Regions from separate parts of the Mus musculus genome. Here region 1 is linked to region 2. Evidence: chromatin contacts called from public Hi-C data. All regions are on one chromosome and are shown on one strand. The core of a region is the stretch at or near the end of the contact, and the rest is flanking DNA. Distances in the headings are between cores, read along the strand shown.

Region 1 (3,107 bases), core at 435-2,934, 110 kb after region 2:
TATATGAATATTAAATAAAACACATAATAAAACGACTTTAAATAGGATGTAACAAAAACACCAACCACACAAAAATGTAGTTTCCACTTCTGCTTAATAATTTCCTTCAAATTCCTTTCAAATATTGCACTTAGTGGTGCACAGAACATCTACAGGTGTTCCTTACAGTGAGAATAAATAGAAAAAAGACAAAAGACCATTCCTAGATGCTATGAAATGTAAGCATTATTATCCTCCATTAAGTCATTCTGACAGAGCTCTGGGATAAGAGTCATGTTTGCTTTTACAGATCAATTAAGGTCAAGTCCTTGAAGAAGCTGGTAAATAGGGTTATGAGCTTCTTATGGAATCACGATTTTAATGCATCGTTCGTGCGGAAGGCCTGAGATACGGTGGGTGCTTAATGTGTTCCAGCGTTTGATGCATAATAAAGATATAGCACTTAGCCCATTAACAGCCTGGCGTAATTGGATTGCATCATGAGTGCTCCTTGCCACACCATGAAGCATGTCTGGGTCCTACTGAGTCTCAAGACTTTGGAAAGAGTAGAGTCTGGCTCTCTCAGTTCCCATCTTGCTCCTCGTCCAGCTGCTCCGCTAGAAGACTGGAAGTGGAGAGGAGGGTGTGATGGAGTTCAGTAGCTGAGTCTCACGTCCTCCCTAGAGCCATGTTATGACATTGTTCTGAAAACCCTGGCAACACCAGAAGGAACAAACTGGTTGCTGTCTAGTTGTGTATTGTTGGGACTCTTTGTCTTACTGACACCATCACAGGTGCTTAATGAACAGTCATAAATTGACTAAATGAGTGAGTGATGGCCTGGGCTGCTAGACACGGTCCCAAAGGCTGGCCGTCCCTGATGTGATCTGTAGGGAGTGTTCTTAGCCACCTTAACCACAGTTGGAACACAACCCCTCCCACCTCCCACTCTCAATCCCCCACTCCGCTCCCCTCCCCTCCCCTCTGCTGTCTATGAAGTGTCCTTCCCTCTTCAGGCAGTGCTGACTTTGGTTGTATTTATCACCAAGATCTGACCTCTTGGAAGCTAAGCAGTGTTCATTCTCTCCCTCTTTGCTGAACCTGACAAAAAGCACAAAGTGCATCGAAGCACACAGTGTGTGCAGTGTCTTCTTAGCTGGTTGATCTCTAGGAACTCGCATGTCCCACTTTAGTGGGCAGAGTGGAGCATTCCCTGAAGACCTGAACCCTGGCTCTCGCTTCCCGGCCTTCTCCATTTCCTCTAAGCCATTTGCTACTCTGCTCCAAGGCTATTTCAAGCAGCAGGTTCCTTCAAGGCCACGCCACCTTCTAAGATTGGCTCCCCCAGCTAGGCATCTATTGACAGACCCAGAGTGAACCATCTTTCTTTTCTTTCTTTCTTTCTTTTTCCTGTGTTCTGTCTCCTCCCAGACAAAGCATCGGCACACAAGGAACTGCTGAGGACCCCTCTTTTACAGCCCCAGATCTCGTCTCATAACACACAGGGGTCAGCTCCATATAATGCTAAGGGCAGAACTTTGGTCCTGCTAATGGCAGACCACGGATCCAAGTGGGACAGCAATGCAGGAAGCCAGTCTTCCCCTTTCCACTTGCTCTGCCAGGGATTCCGAATCTCAGGTAAGCAATGGAGAGGAAAGCTTCCTGTCCCCACCCCACTGTCAGGTGATGACCCGGGAGGAGGGCCTCAAGCCAGTTGGCCCAGGTTGAGGCCCAGACAACCAGACACCTCCTAGTTCCCACGGTCAGGCAGCAGGCCTGAAGCAGAAGGGTTTCATAATCCGTAATCTCACCTCTGAGGGTGCTGGTGCATAATGACCTGCCATTTGGTTCCCACATTACAATCATAGTATTTATCTATGCAAAACAGCACCTCATTAAAAAAGAAGAAGAAGAAGAAGAGGAAGAAGAAAATGCTCGTCACTATTGGCCCAACCCCTCATTAGAGTACAACACACAGGCCCTGGGTACACCCAGGGTGGGTCTAGCATCCTGGTTAGGTTTTAGCCTATCACACTAGCTCCGCCCCACCCTGGTCCCACTCCTCCTGCCCAAGCTAAGCTGCTTCTCAGATCTGTATAGTGGGAAATGACCCACAGGAGTTCTTTGTGGTTGAGAGACTCACTGGGGACCTCTTTCTTCATGAGACCTCCTCAAGAACTGTTCTATTTTAACCCCTTGCGGCCAAGCTTGCACGAACTGAGTTCATTCTCTGGCATTCACATGATGGGAGGAGAAAAGAACCGAGCCCTGGGGTTGCCCTCTGACTTCTATATGCAGTACGGTGTATGAGCATGCACAGAAAAAAAAATTCAAATGTGAAAATATTAAATGTGAATTAAAAGTCAAAAGAATGAGGAATTTCTTGAATGGTTCTTTGCCAATGGACTCCCACTCTCCCTAGTATGCCATCACCTTCTGTTGTCCCATCTTCCTTTCCTTTCCTATCCACACTCTCTGCAGTAGAAGTTAAAATGCCCTAATTACAAGTAAGCATCGTATGCTTTTCCTATTAACTGAGTAACTTCAGAGACCAATAATTAAGATGTGTGGGAAAAGTAAAAATAACAACAACAACAACACCTTCTATTCACTACCCAACATAGAAAAGGGAAATCAAAAAATCTAAAACATTAGCATGACTACTGAAGCCCCCAGATTATCCTAACACCAGAACAACAAGGCCCCCTTCCCCCACTCCAAATGTGGTGACCACCTGACTGTTTAAGGTCAATTTTTCTGAGGTTTGCCATCAGTATGCCCTTTGAGTTGGGGTCAGATCTGTGTTCTCAGCCTGGGCTCCACTCCCACACTGTACCTGTTTTGTGCCCCAGTTTCTCATCTGTCAGTGGCAATAATAATACCTGTTGCTTCCCCACTTCTGAGTGTGCAGATGAGTAAGATAAGCATGAAGATCTCGATGCATCTGGGAAGCAAGGCAATGCGCAACCCCAAGCAGGTAGGCACTGCATAAAGCAGCAGCAGGGCGGTTATTGTGGGAAGGGTATGCTGAGAGTGTTCCCTTTCCTATGCCTTGAGCCTATGCTAGCATGTGCTCCTCTTCAGCCCGTCTCCATCGGAGACTCCTATCATTGCCTACAGGATCCACA
Region 2 (3,060 bases), core at 457-2,956:
ATCTACTCCCTGGTTGTATCGGAAAATTCCTCTTGTGTCTGTCACTGCACACATCAGAAGACCAAGGTTTCCATTTTCTCAGAAGAAATCAACCAGCTACTGTCCCTGAGAGCAAGTCTGCTCCTGGAATTTTTTTTTCTTAACCTCTTAGAACCAATCCAGAAAAGGCAGGCCAAGAGGGAGGCTGGTGTTCCCCAGCACCAACTGGCTAGGCTGAGTCTCTGTAAGGAGCCTAAGGTCTGGACCCAGAGATGCTGGCTTCTTTCATGTTGCTTGGGTTCACTAAAGCAAAGAAATCGGCTTGAAAAAGAGAATGTTTCCTGCCTTGGATTCCCATTATTCTCTTGGTCAGATTTCAAACGATGGAGTGGGAGTTGCTTCTTAGAAAAAAAAAATCTCTTTCTATACAGGGCTGAGATCAGTGGGAAGTCTTAGGCCTAAGCCTATTAAGTTGATGGTGATGAAGGTGACATTTCTGTTGTTATTTGTCAGACAGAACAGAATACACCATCAACCATCCCTTGGTCACATTATAGGTCTATGAAACAAACATTGGGAAAGATTGACTGTTTGACAGTACTAGCTGGGGACAATGGTACATGCCTTTATTCTCAGCATTCAGGAAACAGAGGCAGGTAATATCCATAAGTTTGAGGCCAGCTTAGTCTACATAGCCAGTTCCAGAACAGCCAGGCTACATAGTGAGGCCCCATCTCAAACAAACAAACAAAAGTACTTTAGCATAGTTCCCTCTAAGGAGCTCACAGCCCAGGAGGAGGGCTGTTGGAGAATGGAGCTTAAGTCACAATGTAAAGAATGAGCCATAGCCACACAGAGGACCATCAATCTACCCAAGGATTCTGGAGATGGCACATAGAAAGAAGACCTAGAAGTTGGGGCTAATTGAACCAGCATTTTCAAGCACCTGAATTGGCTTTTCATGATGGGAGTGATGAGTGTGTTGCCCAAGGTCCTTGCACTCTGGGGAGTTAAGGATGACAAGCTCTTAGGGAATGGGAATCCTTTCACTGGGAACCACGGCTACACCCTTGGGCAGTGTGTCTGATGGACTAGTGGCCTCAGGCATGTCTTAATGTTGCATGTAGTCGGACATCTTAGAACAGAGTTCCAAAGCTGGTAGCATGTTCTTCTAGACTCTTCTCTTTTTACAAAAGAGAAGGCCCAGGTCTGCTTAAACAAGATCAGATGAAAGTCTAAAACAAGTCACAGTGCCAAGCTCCACATGTTCTGGAAGGTTCTCCTAGACTGTGTCTCTAAAAGATCGGGGTGGAGAAGAGTCCCGTAGGCCCAAGGCAGTGTCAGGTTCCCCCTTTCAGTCAACAGGAATAGAAGAGCCTTTAAGCAAAACCATATTTTTTTACATGTAAGCAAAACTTCTTAGAGAAATACTTAAGACAGCATTTTGTTGATGAGCCCAATGCCTTGGACCCTTCCTCGCTCCTTCCACCTGTCCTAAACACCCAACTTTCCATTCCCTGAGCAGCTCCACTCTCAATTGCTACATCCCCTAGGAAAAACTTCTATGCCCTCCCCATGGAAACAGTCACCCCCTTCCCTTCACACAAACCCATCTTACCTCAGGAAAAGATTCCGCATTTCCCTGCTTACCTGTGTGCCTTTCTGAGGCCAGGAAGTGGGGTTTTCTCCTCTGACACCCACCCTACTCCTAAGGGCCCATAAAGCTTTTAGTGAATGGACTCAGACTGCTATAAACAGCATCTTAATTTGCCCTAGCGTCTTCTAGCAGAGCAGGGTCAATCGCAAAGTCTCTCTTGATAAAATCAGAGAATGTCCTCATCCCCTAGTTTCACATATAAAGACTCTAAAGTGTGAATAAGGGAGGCTAGTCCAGGAGTAAGTATGTGTCCACACCAGGAGTGTAACAAGTGCTCCTCAGACTAGGATGAGCCCTACCAGGACTATGCTGAGACCCCCAAATTCCTCAGAGTCCATACACCACCCAAAATCAGATGAAAGTCTAAAACAAGTCATAGTGCCTAGCTCCAGAATGTTCTGGAAGGTTCTCTGAGACTGTCTCTCTAAAAGGTTGGGGTGGGGAAGAGCCCCCATAGGCCCAAGAAAGTGTCAGATTCCCCCTTTTCAGTCAACAGGAATGGAAGAGGCTTTAAGAAAAACCAAGTATTATTATTTGTTTGTTTTTACTGTGACTCAGTCTGTAGTAACTGGGTTAAAGTCCACTTTGAGACTAGGAGAACAAAAGACCTCCTGTTAGTGCTGGAAGTTTGCCTCTTAAGATATCCCTGAGGGGAACTGGGAAGAGAAAAAAAAAAAAAAAGGAGAGCCAGCAGCAGGACAGAGGAAGCTGTGGGCCTTCAGGAACACAGCCGAACTCTGGAAAGGAAAACACACTGCCTTTCATCTCTAGGCCTATCTGCACTGGCCGCTCCCTTTGCCGCTGTTTTATGGCTCACTGCAGGACACAGGCCAGTGCCCGATTCCCACACTCCTCTAACACGCTGAAACTGCCAGGGGTTATAGCAAAATAGACAAATGTCCACAGCTAACCAGACCTAGGTTCAAGAGGAGGGGGAAGAAGGGAAGGGAAAAGAAGGAGAGTTGGAGGGAGAAGAAGGGGATGACCCCACCCTACAGAACTCATTACATGTTGGGTGCTGTTCTGAGAGTACCCATGGCAACCCATTGTCTCGACACCCAAGAGGAGTCTAATGAGCTAATTCCCGGGGCCCAGAGGAAGAGGCAAGCTGGACCACTCTATTGGAGAAATCTATTCCCTTTAGTACTGTGGAGGAGTCACATGGCCAGTAGACTGAATCTTTCAGGCTACACACTAAAGCCATCTGACTCCAGCACTGGAGGACTTTATCCTTCTCTTTTCAAGTAGAAAGAGAATATTGAGGAAAGACAAGGCAAGAGTTCTCGTCCCAACCCTGCCTGTGACCTTTCTCCATCACCCTATGGAGATGTCCCACCTCCCAGATGGTAAGATGGGTCTGCACTGTGATTGCCTGTCCTGGAGTTGATCCACTATACCTTGACTGTATTGTATGAAGCCGATTG

Evidence for each region. A called contact is a pair of places that touch in the nucleus more often than the background predicts.
Region 1: a contact with region 2 is called in a Hi-C map of epidermal suprabasal cells, with 3 times the contacts expected there. The contact joins the enhancer-like site here to the promoter of 9430078K24Rik in region 2. A contact is called at or near these places in 4 of 484 Hi-C or Micro-C datasets (epidermal suprabasal cells, neural progenitor cells, stem cell-derived motor neurons and 1 more).

Annotation. Positions count from the first base shown.
Region 1 is chr12:80,039,982-80,043,088 of GRCm38.p6, forward strand. The region is part of intron 3 of Gm36660 (a long non-coding RNA gene); the gene reads right to left. Among named protein-coding and RNA genes, the nearest start is that of Gm36834, 22 kb to the left of the region's middle. Within about 2 kb of position 1,685, at least 10 of the 459 cell types and tissues checked have an H3K27ac peak or open chromatin away from gene starts, as enhancers often do. A contact at or near this core is called in epidermal suprabasal cells, where this site is marked.
Region 2 is chr12:79,934,558-79,937,617 of GRCm38.p6, forward strand. 9430078K24Rik (RIKEN cDNA 9430078K24 gene) reads right to left here and starts at 1,707. Exons shown (of 4, transcript NR_131074.1): 1 at 1,630-1,707. 4933435C09Rik (a long non-coding RNA gene) reads left to right here and starts at 1,982. Exons shown (of 3, transcript XR_381736.3): 1 at 1,982-2,982. Gm51985 (a long non-coding RNA gene) reads left to right here. Exons shown (of 2, transcript XR_003950201.1): 2 at 1-309.